Linked DNA regions of Mus musculus: region 1 is linked to region 2. Evidence: chromatin contacts called from public Hi-C data. All regions are on one chromosome and are shown on one strand. Each heading gives the region's core, a stretch centred on a gene start, on an enhancer-like site or on the middle of the called end of the contact. The rest is flanking DNA. Distances are from core to core; before and after follow the strand shown.

What was found. A called contact is a pair of places that touch in the nucleus more often than the background predicts.
Region 1: a Hi-C map of cerebral cortex shows a contact between it and region 2, with 6 times the contacts expected there. The contact joins two enhancer-like sites. A contact is called at or near these places in 3 of 39 promoter capture datasets (embryonic stem cells, hippocampal neurons and stem cell-derived epiblast-like cells), 20 of 484 Hi-C or Micro-C datasets (B cells, the N1E-115 cell line, cerebellar granule neurons and 9 more) and 1 of 9 other capture datasets (pancreatic islet).

What each region holds. Positions count from the first base shown.
Region 1 is chr15:73,979,947-73,984,172 of GRCm38.p6, forward strand. No RefSeq gene overlaps it. Among named protein-coding and RNA genes, the nearest start is that of Gm32355, 8.0 kb to the right of the region's middle. Within about 2 kb of position 2,630, at least 35 of the 459 cell types and tissues checked have an H3K27ac peak or open chromatin away from gene starts, as enhancers often do. A contact at or near this core is called in cerebral cortex and hippocampal neurons, where this site is marked.
Region 2 is chr15:73,713,828-73,717,771 of GRCm38.p6, forward strand. No RefSeq gene overlaps it. Among named protein-coding and RNA genes, the nearest start is that of Gpr20, 8.3 kb to the left of the region's middle. Within about 2 kb of position 2,669, at least 18 of the 459 cell types and tissues checked have an H3K27ac peak or open chromatin away from gene starts, as enhancers often do. A contact at or near this core is called in cerebral cortex and hippocampal neurons, where this site is marked.

The DNA.
Region 1 (4,226 bases), core at 1,380-3,879, 270 kb after region 2:
GTATTCTCTACACTGGTATCTGGTGTTAAGCTGACTAGAGACTGGGTCGCACAGGCCCTGGTTACCAGCAATACTACCTCTCCTTACCTGTCATTCCCATTTCTCCTGACTTCTTGTGACTCCCTGGGACTGCAAGGCCAGCCTTTGACATCCCCGGTTCCTCCTAGGACTCCTCTGAAACTCCAGGTACTTGTAGTGAGCTGAGCTGGGTCAGAACCCTAAGGTCTGCCTTTGCTCCCAAGCCTGGGAGAGGGATGCCAATGGCTCCTGTGGCTCTCTTGTTCCTCACAGCTGACTAACATTCCCCATCCTTTTGATTGGACACCAGATTCAGGAGAGGCTGGAATCTTATCTGAGGTGTACCTCAAAAGGTTTACCCTACCCAGCCACCAGGTCCAGGATTTAGCCCTAGGAGGCCTGGAACTCTGTAAGCAGAAAGGTCTGAGTACAGCCATGATCCTGGGCAAATGTGAGGATACTGTTCCCCAAGGTCCAGGCTTGGATGGATGGAGTCGCCACTGTGCCACACAGAGGCCAGTGAGCTGCCGACCCTGAGGAGTGGAGACAGCCAGCATGGCCCAGTATCCTGGGAGCCTCAGATTGGTGGGCCAGTCATGGCTGTGATGACCTACCCAGAATGGCATTTCTCTCTGCCTCAGCCCTTTAATGTCGTGTGTCTCTGCAGCATAGCAGACAGGAAGGGTTCTGGGCTCCATGGCAAAGATTCAGTTTTCTTAGCTCCCCCAAACAGCCTGGCTCTATGGTAATGAGTACGTTAGGCTGTTCCAGTGACCAGGCCTTCACAGCCATTTGGTGGACATTGGTTGAGTCATTTGCTAACACCTGCTCTCATGTAGCCCAGGCTGGCCTTGTGGATTCAACACATGCAAGGATGACCCTACTCCTCATCCTCCTACCCCCATCATCCGCGTGCTACAATTACAGGTATGTGTCGCCTCCTTGTGGTTTATGGGATGCTGAGGATCAGTTCCAGTGCTTTGCAAATGCTAAACAAACTCCCAACTGAGTCGCAGTCTCAGCCTCTTCCCAGGGTTTCCTTCCCTGTCATGCAGGTGGGCCTTCCTCTCATTCAGACCATCTCCGTGAAAGGTTTTCCAGCACCCATACAAACATCCAAGAATCTTCAAGTTGGGGCTTGCTTTCCTTTTGGGGATGGCTGCTGCTGTTATAGGTGAGGTCTAGGGTCTCCCACAGAGTTCTCATCTCACTTCAGGCCTGTGGCTGCTCTAGGCTGGATCTTTTCGTCCTGGCCTTGCTCTGTGCCTAGAGAAGAGAGCAGTGAGAGATGGGCTAGGCTGATGCTGGCCGGGGTTGGAGGGAGGAGGGAAGATTAATTGGTTCTCATTAGCCTAGGAGTCAATTTGCAGACATTCGGTAAGAGCCCCTGTAAAGAAAGCTGTTGACAAATTGGAGTAGATTCAAACCAAACAGCGAGGCCCTTGAGGGACTGAGGAAGGACTGGAGAGCCCCGAGCAACAAGCAAGGTTGATTGGCTCTCACATAGGCCTCCATTGTGGGCATGGGCCAGCCATATACCCTGCTGATTGGACAACCATGGTCTGATCTCACAGGTGAACACAGTGGGCCTCCTCCAGTGTCAGTGAACTCGACCAAGTTCACAGGGCAGCCAGGACCCAGAGCTCACATGCCTCGTCCCCATAGTGATATCTGGGCCTTCCAGTTCAGGGCTGCCTCTGTCAGGATGCAGCTCTCTCTTTCTCTCTCTCTCTCTCTCTCTCTCTCTCTCTCTCTCTCTCTCTCTCTCTCTCTCTCTCTCTCTCTCTCTCCCTTCTGGTTTCCAGTCTCTTCATCTATCAGCTAGGCACTCTCAGGCCGAAAGGGCTTCTGGGTAGTAGCAGACAGTCCCAGCTATTTCTGGATTCAGCTGCTGCATCTCTGGATCCTGGGCGAGCCTCTTGTCTCTGCATACCTATTGCAGTGTGCTTAGCTAGTTAACACATGGTGGCAAAAATAGAGGAAAGCAGCCGAGGGGTTCCAACCCACAAACCCCTCTGAGCACACTGCTCTGTCCAAAGGCTACAGAACTAGTGAGGCTTATCTGAACCCTGAGCTGGGTTTTGAGGAGTAGATAGGAGTTTCCTTGATGCTAGCACTGGGTGGACGGAACAGCACGGGTCCAGGCACAGGGAAGCAGGTGTAGTAAGTGATGGGGTACTGCGATGTGGAGTGACTTGGTGTGTGAGGGAGGTTAGGTTCAGCATGGCCTCTCTCTCCCGCTGCTCAGAGTAGCAGGTGAGTGCCCGGGCATCCTGGTGGCCTGTGAATTCCCCAGGGCTTCCGGCCAGCCCCACCCTGCAGAGCTGTCTGGCACCCGGTGTGAAAATGAAGATTGATCATGGCGGCAAGGCAGCCTGGCCGCAGAGCCAGCCGGGAGTTGCAGCAACCCCGGGCTTCATTATTATTTTAAGTGTTACTCAGCTTCTTTATTGAATTCTCCAAGTCAGGAAAAATTCTGGCGAGATAAGAAGTTGACATTTTCAGACGCAGCAACGAGAGAACTGTGCAGGCGGCGAGGACAGCGCGCGCAGAGCCTGCTTGGCATGAGAATGTCCCAGCCCACTGCCACCACCCACGGCCACACAGGCACATGCACAGGCGTGCTGACTCAGGACAAGGGAGCCCAGCCAACCGGGGGTGGGGGCAGAGGGGAGGGAGAGAGGGGGAAGGCTGCTTCCGAGAAAACCACTGGAGACCTCTCTCTTCTCTCTACCTCCCCCTACCCTGCCTGTCTCCCTACCTTCCTTTATTGAGTACCTACTATGTGCCAGGCTGGGGTGCACACTAGCTCAGCATAGGGCTCTTTTTTTGCCTTAGAGTAAGGCTGAGGATCACAAGCTGTCACTGTGGAGCAGTGTGCACGTGAACAAGGCCAAGTAGAACTCAGGGGAGGAGATAACCTAGGGTCCTTCCAGGCCTGATTCCTGGGTGTGTCTGAGGCTACTGGCCTGAAGTGAAGTAGGTATTGACTTTGGGTTCAGTATCTGTTTGCTAAGCACATGATCACAGTACACCTGCTAAAGAAATGGACAGCTCTTTCTGGGAAGCTACATAGGAATTTCTGTATGGATCTTAAGGGAATTATGATTATAGGGTTTTCTCAAGGGAACATATTTTGTTGGTCTTCTGTGAAGGTCATGGCTGGGGATACAGACCTGATGGGGAGGCCCAGCCAATATGGCCAAAGGACAGAGGAAGAGACAGAGGTAAGATATGGAGGCCAAGGTTCCAGAGCCATCTCTTCAGATCCTTGGCTGGCTGGCCTCAGGCCTGGAACAAAATGGGTCTGAATTTGAGTATTCCGTGAAAGAATGACATGATCTCAGACACACACAACATTGTCCCAGCCCTGTGGTGGGAAGGTCCTGAGACCATCTCACCTGCACATGAACTCTAGGAAATTACTGTCCCAGAACAGGCTGAGTCTAGGTCATTGTCTTAGGGTCACCACCTGCCTCTGTGGCCTCCTCTTTCACATAGGTACACTTAGGGGTACAGAGAGACACACAGATGCATCCACACAGACATACTCATGAGCAAGCCTGCAGCTGCTAGTCCCTCTTCATCCTTCCAGCTTACACAGGACAGAGCTTTCTGCACCCCAGGGCTTTACCTCTTCTCTGTAAACCCATGGGCAACGGTTATGTCGGGAATGTTCCCCAAAGGCCCATATACTAACTTAATCATAGCCAGGGACATTGGAGGGTGGAGTCTTTAAGAGGTGGGGCCTGGTGGTAGGAAGTTAAGTCATTGGTGCCCCCTTGAAGAAAAGTATGGGGAACCTACCCCCTCTCTCAGCTTCCTTGCTCTGAGGGGTGAACAGGCCTTCTCTGCCACCATGATATACTCTGCTGCCATAGACCCAAAGCAACAGGGCCTGGTGACCACGGGCTGGAATCTTTGAACTGTGAGGCATATCTTTTCTTCCTCTTTGCTCTTTGTCTCAGGTATTTTGTCTTAGTCACAAAAAACTGACAAGAATTCAGGCCCCTCACAATGAAAAGCCTTGTGCGTACAGAGTAACAGCAGTTTGTAGCTCAGGGGCCGAGGTTTGACCACAATGGCACAATGGCACAATGGGCAGGCTCTTCAGAGACATGGCCTGGGGACTAGTTGTAGCTTGTCAGGTTTGAGATAGTTCTGCTAACTGCCAGCCCAAGCATCTCTCCCTGTAAAGGATGGTGCGA
Region 2 (3,944 bases), core at 1,419-3,918:
TGTGCCTCATCTCTGGGACAGGTTTGTTTATAGTCCACTGACGACTCTTCTGCTGCCTTAGGTGTTTACATGGGCACTGCGCTCTCCCAGGAAATCCAAGGACAGGAAGGAGGTGGACAAGGCAGGCCCGCTGACGTGAGGATCTTGGGGTTTATTCAGACCTGTCACTGGCTCAGGAAGAAGACTTGGGGTTGGGGTGGGAGGCACTGAATTAAGATATGGCTCCTTAGGTTCCTATCTGTAAAGAGGAGAGACCCAAGGCAGGCTTCTTGAAGGAGGGGGCATGGAATTCGTTGTCTATGAAGATTGATGTGTGAGCCAATGGATGTAGGACATCAGGTGCTTCCCAGCTCTGGATAGAAAGCAGACATCAATGTTTTTTTTTTTTTTTCCTTTTTAAATTTATTTTGTATATGAGTACATTGTCGCTGTCCTCAGCCACACCGGAGAGGCCATCATATGGTTGTCAGCCATGTCCCTGTGGTTGCTGGGAATTGAACTCAGGACCTTTGGAAGAGCAGTCAGTGCTCTTAACCGTTGAGCCATCTCTCCAGCCCCGACATGCAATGGCTTGATTCTACTGGGTGAATGTGGCCTGAGTGTAGAATGCCATCCCCACTCCAGGCTGTGTGGCCTTGGGCACACTCCCTAACTCCCTGTGCCTCTGCTTTCTCTCTCTAGGAGTAGCTGTGATGTGTTGCTCCCACAGGGCTGGGCTGCAAGAGAAAATATGCTAAAACAGGGGGATGTACGCTAGATCGCCTTAGGCAGTCTGGGGGGCAAGGGACCAATAATCCCATAGAACTCTGTTCGTGGCAGGCTGGGAGCAAGGCTGAGAGTATCTTAACCCAAGCTGTGCCCCTGTTGTACCTCAAACTGACTTTGATAAAAACTGTGGAGCATTTGGGGCTGTGTGGGGAGTGTCTGCATGGGTCCCCTATGCTGAGTCACTGCAGCTGGAGGGATAGTACCTTTCCCCAGGTACCTTGGCCCAGCACAGGAAACTGGGGGCAAATTGTGCCCAAAGACTTTTGATGCTTGAATCTCCAGGAAAGCAGGCCAATCTGGCTTCTAGCAGGGGAGTCTTTGCTTTTGGCCACTGAGTCTCTGTGGCGGGGCTTGGTGATGTCTCAGGACATCTGGTGACAAATTCTGGAATCTGGTTTCCTCTGCTTCCTCCAAGTCTGAGGACACAGCGGTCTAACCTGAACTCACTGGGTCCTTGGCTTCTGCTCTGACCTAGCCCTTCTAACTATCATCCAGGGCAGAAGATAGGGGACTTGGATGGCGTTGGGAGCCTGGAGATTGGTTTTGCATAGATGCTTCCTGTTCTGCTAGGAGAGAGGAAAGATGGGGCAGAACACGTGTCAGGCCCTGAGTCTGGCGCACAGCGGCCACTCAGCAGTCGTCAGCTCTAACTCCAGATCCATGAACTAGCACACCCATCCCCAGCCCCTGAAGGTTTCCCCACGCTTTGGGGAAAGCCAAGCAAGACATGTCAGTGTTAGGTTTCAAACCTGGCACAAAGGGCTAACTGAGGTGTCTCTTTAACATATCACAGCAGGCCTGGCTGACACGTTCTCCCAGCATCCCTCAGCCCCTGTGCGTTACAAGGTATGGCTAGCATACCCCACCCCTTAGCCTAAACTTCTCCAGCCCAGAAGTTGAGATGCCCTTCCCCCAGCTGCCCTTTGGTATACAATCCAGCCATTTTGGTTACCTGGCCTGTTTGCTCTACTCTTTCCTCTTCTGACTCTCCCCTTTCTCCTCCCCTGTCTTCTCACATGGTCCAATTCAGGATCATGTCCACTCTGGACTCTCCCAGCTGTCCTTCCCTGTGACTATACTCTCCCTTTGTTCTACAATAAATCTTCTCCATCCGAACAAGGAATAGTCATGTTCTCTCTCTCTCTCTCTCTCTCTCTCTCTCTCTCTCTCTCTCTCTTTCTTTTCTTCATTCGGTCAGGTGGCACCTGAAACCCCATGCCATCTAGGTATCTTGCTAGGGTGCCAACTGTGTGGTCCCAACCAACTTTGTCATGGCCAGCTGCCAGCACACCCCCTTCATGCCTCTGTACCTTACAGGTGCTGTTCCTGCGCCAGCCCTTCCCACCTTCACTGGCCTGAAACCTCCTGTGTGTCCTAGGCTAATGTCACCCAGACCTGTGAGTCTGCCACTCTTGGGGACGTAGTGCATGGCCTGCCAACTCTTAAGAAGCATCCTTAGATGATACTGGATGACCTGGGGTGCTTGTACCCCAGATCAGATGGTGACCCCTTCTCAACAGCATTTTATAGTTCAGCCTTGCAAGCTAGCAGATCAAGGGAGAGGCCAGTTTGAACCCTCTGATTGATAGGGCAGGGCAATCCTAGTTATCAAGAGGCTAAGATAGGAAGAACATAAGTTTGAGGCTGTGAGATCCTGTTTCAAAACACTAACCAACCATGGTCCTCTCATGGCAGAGATTGCTACTCTCTGGGCTATGTTTTCTGGAAACAAGAGCACAGGCTCCCCTAAAAAAGGCTTGATGGAAGGAGGTCAGCTTCTCTATGGAGGGGACGACGAGAGTGATTTGCCATCACTGGGGTGCCTTCAGTCTCTATAGCTCCGGAGAGCCATGCGACCCTCTGGTGGCAAGTGCTTACAAGTGCAGAGGGCATTTGGCCTCTCGGAGCTCCTGTCCCTGAGTTCCCCCTGCTGGAGACTCGGGAAATGGGAACGAGGTGTAGGTCCTACGCTTCAGCACAGGGAGAGAGAATCATCTTCAGGTTCCAGAGGTCAGAGATTGAGTTTTTTCTTCTGTATTCTTGTGCCCCCGCCCCAGGGATGAGGCTTCAGTTGTCCTTAGCCTGGACCTCCGTGTCTGTCCCCGTCCCTCCCAAACCTCCCCCGCACTCCTGCCCCCCCCCCCCCCGGCGGGGCTGGCTACTGTTTTCCCACAGGCTTCCTCCAGGGGGCGCCCATACCCAGCAGGTACAGCCACCCGCTAGGGTCCTTTGTTGGGTACTACAGGTTTTCCAAATCCTGGGTCAATGGATTGTCTGTCCGTCTGCCCTCTGTGGAGTCTTGTTTGGATGCCTGAGGCATTCTGTGTCACCCCATTCCCCGAAGCTTCCTGCTGTACTCCCCAGTCTATCTGAATGTTGCCCCGGAGTCATATCAGCGTTCTTCTTCTCTTCCTTCTACCATTTGAGGGGCCGGGGAAGAGGATAAGGGGTGGGGTGTGGGACCAGGGAAAGAGGTAGGGGATGAGGAGCGGTACTGGGGTCGAGACTCGAGGGGACCACGACAGAGGACCATGGTCCAGTCACCAGTCCCTCCATTGTTCTCTCTCCCCTGTATCTTGCTCCTCCTGACCATTTCAGAGGCCCTAATCTAACTTGGTCAGAACAGCAGAGCAAACAAATGACAAGTTCTGTTTTCCATTTCAACCAAATCACAAACTTCCTGTTATCCTCCACAGAGGACTAGAAACCCCAAGGCAGAAACAGGGCTGTTCTGCTCTGGAATAGAGTGGTCATTGCCGGGCAGCCTAGTCATGGTCTGAAAGGCCCTTATTTAACACACAGAGGGCCTACCACTGCTGAGGCCAAAGGGGAGGGGTGGTTAGAGGTGTAGGGTCATGTCCCTCTCCCCTCCAGGCATCTGGAGGTGCTGCGGGCTGACGCAGGCCTGCTTCAGGTTGCCTTCCACGCACCGTCAAGCAAGGAAAAGTCTGTGACACTTCCTGGGCCCATAGGTTCAGCCCAGGGCTGGCTGTGCCTGAGGATGGGCACATCAGGGACCCCAACTAAGAATTTTCAGGGACCATTTTATACAACACACACACACACACACACACACTCACACACTCACACACACACTCACACACTCACACACACACACACACACACACTCACTCACACACACACACACTCACTCACTCACACACACACACACACTC